Regions from separate parts of the Mus musculus genome. Here region 1 is linked to region 2. Evidence: chromatin contacts called from public promoter capture Hi-C data. All regions are on one chromosome and are shown on one strand. The core of a region is the stretch at or near the end of the contact, and the rest is flanking DNA. Distances in the headings are between cores, read along the strand shown.

Region 1 (7,464 bases), core at 1,388-3,887, 370 kb before region 2:
TACCATAGGGATTATACGCTAGCCCTAAAGAATCATCTTAAATGGTAACACAATACCTACCATTTTGTGCCAGGGTTGTGCATAAAACTGTCCTGACTAAACTCTCTACATGCTATGGGAAGACACCACTAACCAGACATAACAAAGAAAGAAGAGTAACTGTGAGATTAAGTATTTTACCTGTGTTTCCTTTGCGGATAGAAAAGAAGCCATTGTCTTCGAGACTCAGCATTCACTCAGTGCTAGAACATTCCTATTTCTAGGTTCATGTGAGATGGAGAAATCTTTCTACCTCCCAGCTTCCACCAAAGCTCTGTGGAGAATACTCCTTCCCATTGGACCAGCTAACTGGAGAGCTAGCTGCCATGACCTGACAGCTCCTGAAAGGGGCACTGGAGCAGGGGCAGGGATTAGCTCCCTCTGACCCTATGACTTTTTGGCCTCCAGCTAACCTCTGCTGTGTGTGATCCTGCATTTTGAAGAGTTGGTAGTGATTAACTCTGAGCAAGCAGCTCTGCCTTCATGAAGTTACAAAAGAACAACGTTCCCTCCTTGTTAATTAAATCACGCACACAGGGAAGAGAAATGTGCAGCCCACACTTGTGTCTTCTAAAATATCAAAGGCCGGATTAGAATGTCTTGTGTTCTGCCTCAGGCCTATTTTCCCCATTCCTAGAGGTAACAGGGACCAGGAGATGAGGGTCTTCTGAGAACTTACCAATACTCACTTACTTGGTCATTCATTTATTCATTTGTTATTTTGAGCTGAATCCGAAAGAGGCAACCTTACCAGCACAAAATATACCAGGGAATTCTTCATCAATTAAACACTGAGCTGGAGACATCAGAAATGGCAGATGGGAAAAAGGTGAACCCTTCAGGTCACATTTAAAACCACTTCTTGACAAACCCAGAGCCCTCATGGTACCTGTGCTCTCTCACTGCTGGTGAATTTTCCCTGACAGTTGGTGGTTTTATTTGCCAGACCCACAACAAAGGGGTCCTTGAGCTTCCCTGGGAGTGCTTCCTCAGTCCTGATCCTTTCCTAGACCTCACAAACGTGTTATTGTTGCCCGCTTGCTGTGTTCCCAGCACCTGAGGGAGATCAAAGGTACTGGAGACCACAGTCTAACCCTCCTGACATAGCATTAAAGCTGATGATTAATCCCTTTAGCCTACAGGCCTCTTCACACTAGCAAGTACAAAACGGGGTGGAGGTGGGGACTATACTTTCAGTCCAACAAAAGACAATAAACTGACATTTTATGACTGCCATTCACTGTATCCAACTGCAGCTGCCCATCAAGTTTGTTAAAGCTCCAACAGTTGTCTCATGTGCACTATTTATGTCACGGGGACATTTTTATAAGTATCATTACTATTTTTGAGTGTCTGTGAAACTGCACATCACGGTCAGATAAAATGCATGTTACCCACAAACTCTCTGGTACAGGCAGTCTTGCCTCTTATATAATGGATGAAGAATCTGAGGCTTAGAGAGATTGAGGGGTTCACTCAGATCATGGGACTGAACCGATACTAGGAGATTTTACAACCTGCATCTGGAAATCAAAATGCCTACAATCTCTCTGTTCTGGGATGGGCATGGGATAAGAACACATGATATCGAGTAGCACTAAAAAGTTGGATCTCTGAAACCACAACCAAGAGAGTGTTTTTGGGTCTTTGTTCCAGAAAGTACCATTTTTGTGACCTTGAGGGAAGCACTTGAGCTTTCTGCCTCCTTTTTCTAATTTGTAAAACCAGGATACAGTAGACAAAGCTCTCGTGCCACCCGGTGAAGAGACAGTGGCACTGAGGGAAGCTATAAGGAGGCAACTCCCATCCGTGGGGGCGGCTTCTGTGTGCAAGTCTGAATTAGAGGGCAAAAGTGTCAAGACTCTGATTCGGGAAGCTAGATAAGATGTGTCCCACTGAAGATAGCAGAGATTTTAATAATTTCAGTGAGGACACACTGGCAGCTTAGACCCATGTCAAGAGAAAAGAGAACTGGCTACTGTTCCACACTTCTGGTTTAAGAAGGCCTAGCTTCTTTAGGTTTGTCCTTCTAGCACAGGGCTGTAGAAAGTGAGTGGGTGAGACTTCTAAAACCAGTTAAGGATACTAAAATATATAATATATAATATATATATCAATAATATAATATGGACATATAATACACACACAGACACATACAAAACATGCTCACATAAACACACGAACAAACATAAACACGTACTGTGGCTTCCAGTTTTATGGGTATTTTAATGGGATTCCTGTGTATGTGAACAAGTGTGTCTCTGTTTCTATATCTGTTTCTTGTGTCTTTTCTTAGGCTCTTTTCTTTCTGTCCGTTTGTAATATCCTATTCAGTGAGTTTGGTTTTAATCTTATTTTATCTCTATCACTTAGAAGCCGGTTTGTTTTCTAGTAAGAAACAGGAAGGGGTTGAATCCAGCTGGGAGGAGAGGTGAGGAACATCTAGGAGGAGGAGAGGGAGGGGAAGTGTATTTAGGATATATTATATAAGAAAAAAGTCTATTTCCAACAAAAAGGGAACAAAAAGATACGATAGTGCCTAGAGTTCAGAGAAGCTTGAAATAAAATGTAGTTCCTTAAAGTTCAGCCCAAGTGTCACATCGGGAAAGTTTCTGCCACCAAGAGTTCCCTTCTGAGTCAGCCACTCTTCCTTCTCTGCTCCATAAAAACAAGACTGGCAGTCACAGGCTGGCCTCGAACAGATGCTCTCTGAGAGAAGCACTCTCTCAGTGCTCACGCTAGGAGACAGCGGATAGAAAACTCTATATTCTGCAGAAAGCTGGGACCCTGTGTGGGACTGGGAACCATCTCTACACAGAGACTAAGGGTGAGACTAAGTGCCTAGCATAGATCAGATGTGTAGCACAGCGATCTCAAACTTAATCTGCTTTCAAGGACCCATAAGCCCATCTCAGCTATGGGGAAGTCTTTGCTATCCTTTTGTTCTGAGAATTTAATAGCCAGGACAAAAGAGAAAGTTTCAGAGAATATTATTGAATCAAAACAGCTGCCTGTGAAGAAAAGTGCAGTTATTTAAGAGCTGCGCTCCCTCACTGCTGAGATTCTGCCCTGTGTCCTGCATTCTCTGCTCATCTCCTCCTCCACTTTCTCCTTGGTTTTACTCATCTGGGAAAAATCCAAGGAGTCGTCCATCTCACTTTAACAGAGTAATGACTTTTAAATAAAAATATGGTAGAAATGGGTACTTATCGAAATGGAATGCTTTCAGACTCATGCATTTAAAAAAGATATAAATTTTAGGGCAGGCACTAAATTTTACTGCAATCTTGGAGAAAGCCTTTCCACTCATTCATGGAGAAAAATTAGCACAGTGAAAATTGCTTATCAGTGTTCTTTTGAAGTCATGATATGCAGCCCGATTCTATAGATCATCAGGACACTCCCAGGGAGATGGATTTATATGGATGGAGAGAGAGAGCTCAGTGGCCAATGAAAATAGACACCTGTGCGCAGGGAGACCTAGCCACCCTTTGAGGAGAGATGTCTGGAGGGCTTTGTCAGCTCTGCAGCCCAGGTGAACTCACTGAGCACCCTTCCATTTTCTTCAACAAGTTGGCCACTGGAAAGAGGCTTGGCAAGATCGGTCAGGCCGGTGCTAGGGAAGGGGGAGACAGAAAGAATGGAGAGGCGAAGGAGCCAGTAGTTTCCAGGATTGGGCTCTGGGCTGCCTCCACTGTTTGTGGTGGCCTTGCCTTTCAACGTGGTGCACTTACCCCCATGTGACAAGATGATGTTCCACAGATGACAGCCAGCCTTGACGTCACTGGCTGTCCCTCACAGGTAAGCCCGTGACCTCTCACATCTGCCCCAATCACTCCTGTGGGAAAGTAAAACCAAACAGAATGTTCTTAAGAAAAGAGATTTTGTGTGTGTGTGTAAGAAAGCTAAAAGCAAGCCAAAAATAAAAAAAAAATACTTTTTATTAAAGAAAGGGGAACATACATAAGTGTGTAAGAATCCCATATTTGGTCTCAAGTTAAAAAATATAAAATAACAAACAAACGACTATAACAAAAATTTACTTGCTAGCCAAGGGCAAACTAGGAAGTATATTCTGTTTTTGCCTTACTCTAGTCCATATATGTCATCTAACCTTGTCAGAATAAGACCAACTCTAACTATACACATACAAATGGCAGCCATGAAACGGGCTACGGCCATTAAATACCGTTGTCTATTCTTTGTATTACAGGGATAAGTTCCTTTTAACACTGTCTAGACGGTATAATTAATGCCATAAACAGACACCAAAGGAAAATCTAAGATCTTCAGAGGTTAAGTGACAGGTCCAAGGTCAAAGTGCTAGTAAAAAGCAAGCTCTTCTGGCTGGTACCCCAGGGTCATGTGATCCTTTAGAATATATGGTACCCCAGGGTCATGAAAGGAGGAAGCAACGGAACTCTGTGATGCTTGAAGCTTTAAGACCCTCATGTCTCCATTCTTATTTCCAGGCCTTCCAAAGCTCCAGGTGTGAAAGACAAGTCCCTGTTCTAAGAATGGCAGGGAGTAGAGAAACTCTCAGCAAGAGGACAAATGGGCTTTCACACAGCTTCTCTGGATTCCTTGGTACTTGCAGAGCAAGTTAGGTTAATTACAGAGCCCCCTTTATCTTCATATACTCAAATAGACATCAAGAGCCAGTGTGTGTGCGCGCACACTGTGGGTGCACACTCATAGCATACTGTGAGTATGCAGTGAGAAGCCAGAGACCGGCAAACCTGCATCACTTCAATATGAAGAGGAGGGTGGGGCAGGCAGAGAGAACAGTTTGATCTCATCTAATGACCTCTGTTCCACCCTGCTCTGGATCTACAGTAAAGGATGCCCATTCATTCATAACTCAAGACATGTTCTTCCCGCTGCCTGGAATGCTATTCCTCAACACACTCCCAGGTGAACTTTTGTTTATTCTTGACTCAATATTACTTTTTCAGAACAGACTTTCCTGATTATCTAGGTCATTTTCAGTCTCTCTGATAAATATTCTCATGTACCTTGACTCCTGGAGGACAAGGTACTAGAAACTTCAAATTTTCAAATTTGAATTTTTAAATTTCTCCAATAAAGGCTGTAAGAAGCTAGTACTGTCTTCTTTGTATGCCTAGTAGCCCAGGGACTACAAATAGTTGCTACCTCAGGCATGAATAGAGAGTAACTTCGCTTATAAATACAATGAAAAATTCAACAAAACCTTACACTTCCAAGCTCACCTCTGGTAAAGCAGAGAGAACTTTAAATGGAGAATTTCAACTCAGAAGGACTAGTTCACATGGAGAAACCAGAGGCTCAAATTCTGAACTCCCCAGGACTTGGCCAGAGACAGACAGAGTAGGATCAGCACATCAGGCAACAGGTTTACAGATACTGATAGCAGCAGCTTCATGACAAAGCAGGAGAGAAGGAGCTGGGGAGGAGCAGGGGAAGCAGTAACACGCTCTAACATCATTCCTAAGTCTACACCTTCAGGGCCCAGCTGCTCAGAAGCCCAGCAGCAAAGACTCTATGTTGGTCAGCACAGTAAATTAATTCCAGTGAGAAGGTCGCTTTAGCCCTGGGGCCTGAACCTGCAATGGTCTTAGGCCTATTTGCAGATCAAGTCTATTGTTCTAGTCTGTAAACAGAGGCTGTCCCTGTGGGCTACAATGTACAGTCTTGGTCCAGATTAGCCCTGCAGGAGATGTAGGAGCTGGAGAAAAGGTAATGCCCTCATCCAAGCCAGGGCTCACATGAAGGATGCATTTTCCAGGACTTCAGCTTTCTAGACTGTGGCTCCAGCACCTTCTAGAGTGCACTACACTCAGACTACAGTCACTCATTCCTCTTTCCCTGACTGGTGAACTGGTGCTAGCTTCTGAAGTGTAATATCTAGCTGACATTTCTGTGTATGAAATTCCTACTCAAACACATAATACTGATGTCTTCCTGACTGACTTCTGAGTCCCTTGTTTAGGACATCAGAACTTTGGAACAGGAAAAATCTGAAGAAAGAAAGAAAAAAGAGCAAATTTGAACAACTTTTGCTACACGACCTTGTACAGCTAGATTTTGTTTTATTTGAAAAAAACTTACTAACTGATTTGACTATTATTATACTCATTTTACAAATGAGAAAACTGAGGCTTAGGAAGGAGAAATTTCATTGGGGCATGGAGCACTGGAAGCAGGGGGTAAGAACACCTGACTGCCAAGTGTTGGCTTTTCACCATGAAGACTGTGTTTTTTTCTCTAAGACCAGGTAGCTAATATTTACTGTCTATTCAACTTAAAATACTGGGGTCTCAAAGATATTGATGTGAGAGTCTTGACAGAAAGGAAGCTGACAACTACTGGTCCTTAGTGTAACAAAGCTCTCACAGAGACTGCTGTCAATGGACCTTTCTAACCAGTTCCATTTGAATGTAGTCTAGGCAACCCGAACATTACAAGGACATTCAGTTCTAGGAAGTCTAAAAAATAGCAGAAGAAGAAAATTGTGAAAACATTTTTACTTGTTTCCTCTCCATTTAGTAGTCACTATAAATTTATCTAAGTTTAGAATGGAACAACTAGAAAGTTAAAACAAGAAAACACTGGAATTTGAAAATAAATATCTGCTATAAAATGGGACAAATAATAAAATCGGTTTGCTGATTGATATTGAGACAATATTCTTAGAACAGATATCTAATGTGCAGGTGACTTGTCACCAACATCACCATTCTTCACTCCTATCACTGATGACAACACCCTTCCCTGAACTACCTTTAAAGGATCAACCATATCCTTCCATTGGGACAAGCAAACATACCAGATATCTAAGACAATCTGGGTACCATGCTTAGCTCTTTAAATACTCTGTTACTTAATGTTTGCAAATGGTTCATATTTGGAAAAAATCCTTAAGCAGTAAATATATCTTATTTTTCTTTAATAAATGTGGAAACAAAGCATCAGAGCCTTCAGGTAATTGGCATTTGGGGAAATACAGATACAAAAACCAACGGCAAGATTTGACATTGTTCTCTGGGACTCCGAAGCCTGTGATTTGTCCTTGTTTTCTCAGTATGTGGTCTCAAATCAATTGTTTTATATAAGGTAAACGATCTGGGGAATGTTGTGTACCATAGAGCACACTGAGTGTCCGAGTCAACAGTTTGAAAAATCGAAGTTTTATTAAACCCCAGTTCCACTACAAATTTGACTTTGTCCCGTTTTTCAAAAAATGACAGAATGAAACCAAATGATGCTCCTGCCTCAGCTGCTCTCAATACACAGCAAACTCAGGGCTTCTGTCCACTGGACACATAACAGACTCTTCCTTTCAGGCCCCTTAGGCTCCGATCCTCAGACACAGAGAACAGCCACACTGGGCTGAACCAGCAAGGAGCTGTTCTTACCAGTTTTTCTCAGGGGAGATTCTTTTGT
Region 2 (6,957 bases), core at 1,726-4,225:
GGATCACAACATTAGGAAGGTTAGGAACCACCCTTTTATCGGTTGAGGCTTAATTCAGACTATGTGTGTTGTGTTATACTGTGACAGAGATATCAAATAAGTCATATGCTAATAGATAATTGAAGACAATGAACATCAATGAAGAAACAAACCTACCAGGTAGCATAGGGTCTAAGGAGAGGAGACCTAAGCCTAAATTGGCATCAGTCAATCTCTAGACCTGTGAGAGTCAAAGCCCAGGGTGACAGCATGGGACTGCTGTGGGGTTCTGCAGCTAGAAACACTTAGGTGCTTAATTGATATTTCCCATCTTGCAATGGGGCACAAATGAAGCACTAAGAAACAGCCCAAGTTTGGCTCCCATTAAGACCATGAAGGAAGAGCAGGAGAATGAGAGGGAAGATCTGCTTGTCTGCTTGTCTACTCTGCTGAGGAATGCCACAAACACTCATACACTTAGGCAGCCTTGTAAGAACACAAAGGAAACCCAGCCAATAGAAATTCCTGGGAAACTATGATGGAGCTGAAATAGGAAATACCAAGGAAGAGAATTTGCAGTGCCAAGTTCAAATGCCAGTGTGCAAGCTAAATTCTTCAAAGAAACACTGTTGCCTGTCAGCTATGTGTGGAATCCTAGGGAGATATAGTAAGCAGGGCATATTCAAAGTCCAGCCTATTGCTTCCTAGCCCTTCTGCAGCTAGATGTTTCCTGCATGCTGATAGCCCTTCTTTTACAGAGCTTAGAGCTTAGAGCTGAGGCTTAGGCAAGTTCAGTAGACTACCCAAGGTCACACAGCTAAGGAAGATGGCATGATATCATGTAGAAAATCTTTTGCTGCTGGGATAATATAGACCTGTTTTATACTCTTTATTTTGTGACTCACTATTTGGGTGACTTTGGAATATTGATTTTCCTTTTCTAACACACTTCCCCATCACTAGACTCTGGATCATTCTGGCCAACTCTCAAAACTGTGGAAATATGGAATGAAGTGACATTGGTCAACTTGTAACCCATTTCCTTCTCCATCTTCCTTGTGCTGCAGTGACTCATCTTTACATGGAGGTGGTACACATGCATTGTATTAAAAAAAAAAAAAGACCCTGCACTTTCAGGGCTAGAAAGGTGGCTCAGTGGTTAAAAACATACATTGTTCTTTTAGAAGAGCCGGGTTCAATTCCCAGTGGCCCACATCAAGTAGCTCACAACTGCTTCTAATTCTAGCTCCAGGGGATGCCTCTAACCTCAGGTACATACACATATACAAACATACACACATGTACATTTAAACAAATAATAATAATAATGTCAGCAAGTACAATAAAACTTCACATTCTAGCAGCACCTACAGGTGGCCTCACTATATCATACTGACCAGGGGGATGTAAGCAGATATCTCTGAAGTAGCCAGTCCTGAAGAAGAAAGCCAAACCTTTTTGGTAAAAACCTCTCCTCACTTCTTGGAAAGGGGAAGCAAGATTTGGAGGTAGAGCAGCCATCTTAACAAAATAGATGAGTCTGGATCTCTGAGGTGCTTTTGGTCTGCTTTTATTTGGACTTAGTGATGATAAAGTCCAAGGATAACCAGTTTCAGCAAGTTTAAGCTAACCTGTGTTTCCGACTGACAGAGTAACAAAGCTTTGAACCACCACACAAACCCACTGAGTAGTAGCTGTTAAGGGGGAGAAGAGGAATGTATAGCCCTGTGCTATACATTAACATATACATACATATAATACATATACATACATATAACAGAGTTCACTTGCTCAACCCAGCCCCTCCCAGGGGACACTGCAAGTCCTTTCCTTTCCTCTGACTTGCTCCCCTCCAAACTCAGACACACAGTCCTTTGCCTGGATACCAATGTCAACTGAAATAAGGTAGTGTTTGTAAGGTCACTAGCACAATACTTGGAACAAATGTGAAACAACTGGATTTTTCCTTTCTTAGAGTCTTTGAAAAGGCATCTGCAAATGAGTCCTGCTTATTGACAAACACATTTGGTAAATTTAGAGAGATGCAGAAACCCAAGCCGCCTTAGCTGCTTAGTCCAGTCCTCAGCTCCTGCCTAGAGTTCTGGACTCAGTTTGCAAAGCCCCCTTCCCTGTGAACTTGCAGTTGGACATTTGTTCCTGCTGTTGTAGCTCATCTGATTACTATTCACTGTTTCCCCCTCCCTCTGAAAGGCATCTACTTTAGGTTTGACTCCCTGGTAACTCAGCACACACAGTCATACTCTGTAGATCACTACCAAGAATCAAGTCAGTGCTTGTAGGAGTCTGTTCACGAGGTTTTAGTTCACCACTCCTACCCCTGCCTAGAACAGGGCTGAGCATTTCCTTTGCTTCTTTAGCTTCGCATATGTAATTTCTTGTGCTTGGATTCCCTTCCTCCGGACCCCTGCTCACTCAAATAGCACTTAGGCAGTTCCCAGGGCTTTTCCCTCTATTCTTTAACATATGTTTTCCTTCTCTGGCAGCATATGGCTATTATTACTTATCTATATGTTCTCATGCCTACCAGAATATAGGATTTAAAAAATAATTTAGTAATTTTTTTTCAGTTATATATCTTAAAACATGGTAGGAACTAAGAAATTTGATGAACTTACCTACACAAAATTTAGGCTTTGATTCCTTCTCCTTTCCCTTGACACTAGACTTGTAATATCCTGTATAGATAGACATTAGGTATCTACTGAAGGCCAGGCATTTTTATTATCCATTCTGTCTCCCGAATAAGTATGAAGAATGTCCTTGAAGAGCTGTGACTTCATTGTGGAGATATACCTCACTTACAAAGATCCTTTAGAGATTGTTATGTTAGAGTAATGTTTTTGTTTTGTTTTTAAATCTTATCTTTGGGATGATTGACTCATAATGCCTCACGATCTTTAGAACTTTAGTGAACCCCCATGGTCCTGTTTATACTCTGCGATCATGTTCCAAAGGTACCAGAACCTGACCCAAGGCAATCCAGAGTATTTCAAATAGAAATATGATCTTTGGAATGGATTGCAGAAGAGAGTGGGCGTTATGGGCAGTGAGTCACATTTGTGGCAGATCTCCAGGGGAAAAGGCCGTGAAGAAGTTGAGATACCAGAGTGGCCCTGGATCCTCCTATCTTGGTAGTTCAGCACTTCCTTTGATTCTCTGTGACACCCACAGCATCCTTCCAATAAATTTCCCCCTTTGCTCAAGCTACACAAAATCCATTTCATATGCTTACAGGTCTAAGAAAAACTACCATAACCAATATGTCTATGTCTCTAAAGAATTTCCTGTTTGGTCTTCTGAATTGGTCAGGGTTTGTATCAACTGAAAATAAAAGAAAGTCTACAGTAACAGTGACTTAATAATAATATGTCTATTTCTCTCCATTAAATGTAGGTGACTAGAACTCGTCACCTGGTCCTTAGACATCTAGGTACTTTCTATTGTATTGTTTGACTAATCTTAAGAGATGACTTCCATTCTATGGACCAAAAAGCCTTGCAAAGTCCATCTAATATCTTATCACTCTAGTTGACAGGAAAGAGTAAGAACATTTTGCCCTTTAGATACAAGCCCCGGGATTGAACAAACAACATCTGCTTACATTTCAATGTCCAAAGCATGTGTGTGTGTGTGTGTGTGTGTGTGTGTGTGTAATTGCCATATTTCTGCTTCCTATGTGCAGTCTTTCTGCTTACTCTTCTGTTCTGTCATGGTAGGTTGACCTTTGTAGACTCCTTCAATGGGCTATCTTATATCTGAATTCTATGGTTCTAGTGCAAAGATGGGGTCTCCCGAAAGGGATTAGAAAGAGGGGAATGGGGTAAAGATCTACATTTCTTTACATCTCTTCTTCAATGGTAAATTATGCAGGCTCTGTCCATTAATTTAAGATTACTGATTCTTGCAAAATGATTGGTCCTGCCATAGCCTATCTTTTTCTAGGTCTTGGTAACTGTTACTTCCCTCATATCATCAGGTCCTAAGGAATATTACAGCTTCACTGATATAAGGTCTAAGTTGCTATATAACTTAAAGTTTTTCCAAACTCAGCTTTGTGAATATTGTATTTATGAAGAAATTCTCTTTGGCTTATCCTGATTTGATTACATCATCTGTATTTGGTTGACACTTTATATCTACTTACCTTCAAGATTTTTATTATAAGACACATAGCTACAAGAAGGTTCTGTTACTACATCATGAGAAGAGTCAATATTTCAGAACAGCACCTGTGCTGAAGTCTCAAGTATCTTTCTTTATCATCTTATAAGTCACCATTTTATCCCCTAATCTTAACAGAATGTCAGGATATTTCCATCTTTTGTACCTCATACAAGGCTGTCTTTATACTATACAAGGTCTAGCTCTTTTTGAATCTGATCTCCAGGAAGTATTTTCAATTTTGGGAGGGGGGAGTGGAGAGTAGGAACATTGTTTTAGTGCTGGGGACTGAAGCAGAGTCTTGAGTTTATTAAACCTATATGTTATACTCAGCCATGCCACCTAGCGTTATGCATTAATTAGTTAATTTACATTTATTTATTTATGTATGTATTTATTATTTATTGACTTTTTGTCATAGTTTCATGAGTCATAGAAAGAAATACGGTGGCACTATTTTCAAACTTGAAGAAAGGAATACAGAGTAGAGTACAGCAGATACAAGATTTCCAACCTTGCCATCTGGCTAGGATGGCAGCCTGGCTCACACAAAGTTTGACTATTAGAACAGCAATAAGTGGACTGCAAATCAGTGAATAGGAAATACCCACAGGAAGTAGACAGGCCTTGGTAACTAGACACCCAGAGTCACACACATAGCAAGACAATAGTCAAACCAAGAAGAGAATAAGAAATGCCCCTATCCCTTACAGAATATTCAATGTGACCAAAGCAAAACCTGGATTCCAAATGTATGACCCAATAAGGGCTATTCTTATTCAAACCACTATATTCATCTATGTCTTATGATTCTGGTTTCCAATAATGCAACTCAAGCCCCAATAATTTTTTTCTATTAATGTAGTTTCCTGTTGGACCATTACTATCCCCCTAGAGACAATTTTCCAGGCTGCAAATGATGGCAATTTTCTAAAACACTAAAAAGATCATGTTATCCACCCACAGAAGCTATTAAATAGTTCCTTAGTTCTCCTAGAGTAAAAGTGTGAATAAGACCTTATGTTACACTGTAATTATGCATCTGTTCAGATTCATCTTAGTCCATTCCTTTACTTCTCTCCTGACACTTCATTTCCCTTAAGAATTTACATAAGCTTTTTCATGTGTGTGGCTTTCTTTTAATGCCCTTTAATTCTCTCATCTGGCACATTCCTTCTAATATATCCATCCAAGGTCAACTCCTAAGTCATGTAAATGATGAGAACTAAGAATAGGTAGGGCAAATAGAGAGAGAACAAATGACAAGATGGTAGGTTGAAGAACCACAATATTGTCTACTACATTAATCATGAGCATCACACTATCACTAAATGCAAGTGAATGTGTATTCAAAGTCAAAGGTAGAAAAATGTGACAATGTGCTATTAGTAACCTCTTAATAAAGTCAGAATTAAAAAGTGGGGAGATATATTATGAAAATACTAATTAAAAGAAAGCTTGAGGGGCTGAGTGGAATTCAGGATGAAGACCATGACCAGGGATGGAAAAGGGGTATCACACTGGTAATAAGGAAAATTCTTCTGGACGTAATAATCCTAAATTGCCACCCTTCAGTTCTAGGTTCAAAATACAAAAGTTGACAGAATAAAAAGGCAAAACAGACCATAACAATATTTGAAAGATTCTAATACTTAGAAGTAATCAATATTTTGAGCATTAAAATATTCACCAATAAAGCAGAATTGAATGAAAGTATAAACATACTCAACACTAGTATATTTATAGACAATTTCATCAACAATCAGGAGTTTTCAGTTTCAGAAGGTTCTATGCAGGTTGCTGATGAAGGTAACTCATCAGTGGCCTTACCCAGCTGTGGATCCTGAATGCTATAATACTTAACTTCCAAGCAAGATCTACCCATTGGTGCAATAGTAGTAGCCTGATTGTTATGGAGGAAATCAAGTACTTTCTGATAGGATCTGAGACCAACTCTACAATGGAAAATCCATATAAGTCTTGTTAACCCATCAAAAGCCCAGAACTGGTCTGTCATTGGCCCCAAGGGTTAGGGGAACCCACTACTGATGTTTTGCTAAATGGACAATGTGTACTCTAAAGATTTATGCTTATACTCACCTACAGTACTGTTCTTGGGTTTGGTCAGAGAGCTTTTTGCAACAGAAAGTGGTGAATGTGAAAAATCAAAATGAGTTCAAGTGCTGAGAACAAGTAACTGTTGAGTGACTGGTCCTCAAAAGGACATAAATACCACTACCACTAAGGCTTCAAGAACATTGTGAAAGACAGAGGCAAAAGTATGCAAAAGCCAGAAGATGGGGAGGAGTGGTGGATGATGCTGTCTTCTGGACATGACCTGGCAGCTGCGCCAATGAAATCCTAGCAGTGGTGGTTACCTGCAGAAGACTGGCTAACCTAAACAAACAGACAAACAAGAAAGTAGGAGAGGGACTTGTTGGGTAGAAGTGGTTTGGCAGAGGAGAAGTAAAGAGGATAATGGGGGTGAACACAACCAAAGTATATTATGCATGAATTGTGAAAGAAGATACTTGAAAAAGAATGTCTTAGCTTGTGACCTAGTGCATTTCTGACAAAGCCTGCCTTACCAAAACTTCCTGTCTTGAAATAGTAAAACGTGTGTGTGTGTGTGTGTGTGTGTGTGTGTGTGTGTGTGTGTGTGTGAGAGAGAGATTAATAAGTCCACCAGATAGTCTATGTACTGTTAAGATATCCTTCAAGCTTGAGGTCTCTCTCCTTTAATTTCAGAAGCTAACATTTGAATTTTGTGAACCGGACAATCCTTTAGCCTAGACT

What was found. Capture Hi-C pulls out chosen DNA fragments and counts their contacts.
Region 1: a promoter capture Hi-C map of adipose tissue shows a contact between it and region 2. The contact joins two enhancer-like sites. A contact is called at or near these places in 1 of 484 Hi-C or Micro-C datasets (cortical neurons) and 2 of 9 other capture datasets (adipose tissue and liver).

Annotation. Positions count from the first base shown.
Region 1 is chr4:95,765,839-95,773,302 of GRCm38.p6, reverse strand. Fggy (FGGY carbohydrate kinase domain containing) reads right to left here. Exons shown (of 16, transcript NM_001113412.1): 8 at 3,774-3,877. Among named protein-coding and RNA genes, the nearest start is that of Hook1, 200 kb to the left of the region's middle. Within about 2 kb of position 2,637, at least 13 of the 459 cell types and tissues checked have an H3K27ac peak or open chromatin away from gene starts, as enhancers often do. A contact at or near this core is called in adipose tissue, where this site is marked.
Region 2 is chr4:95,392,094-95,399,050 of GRCm38.p6, reverse strand. No RefSeq gene overlaps it. Among named protein-coding and RNA genes, the nearest start is that of Gm12707, 90 kb to the left of the region's middle. Within about 2 kb of position 2,975, at least 12 of the 459 cell types and tissues checked have an H3K27ac peak or open chromatin away from gene starts, as enhancers often do. A contact at or near this core is called in adipose tissue, where this site is marked.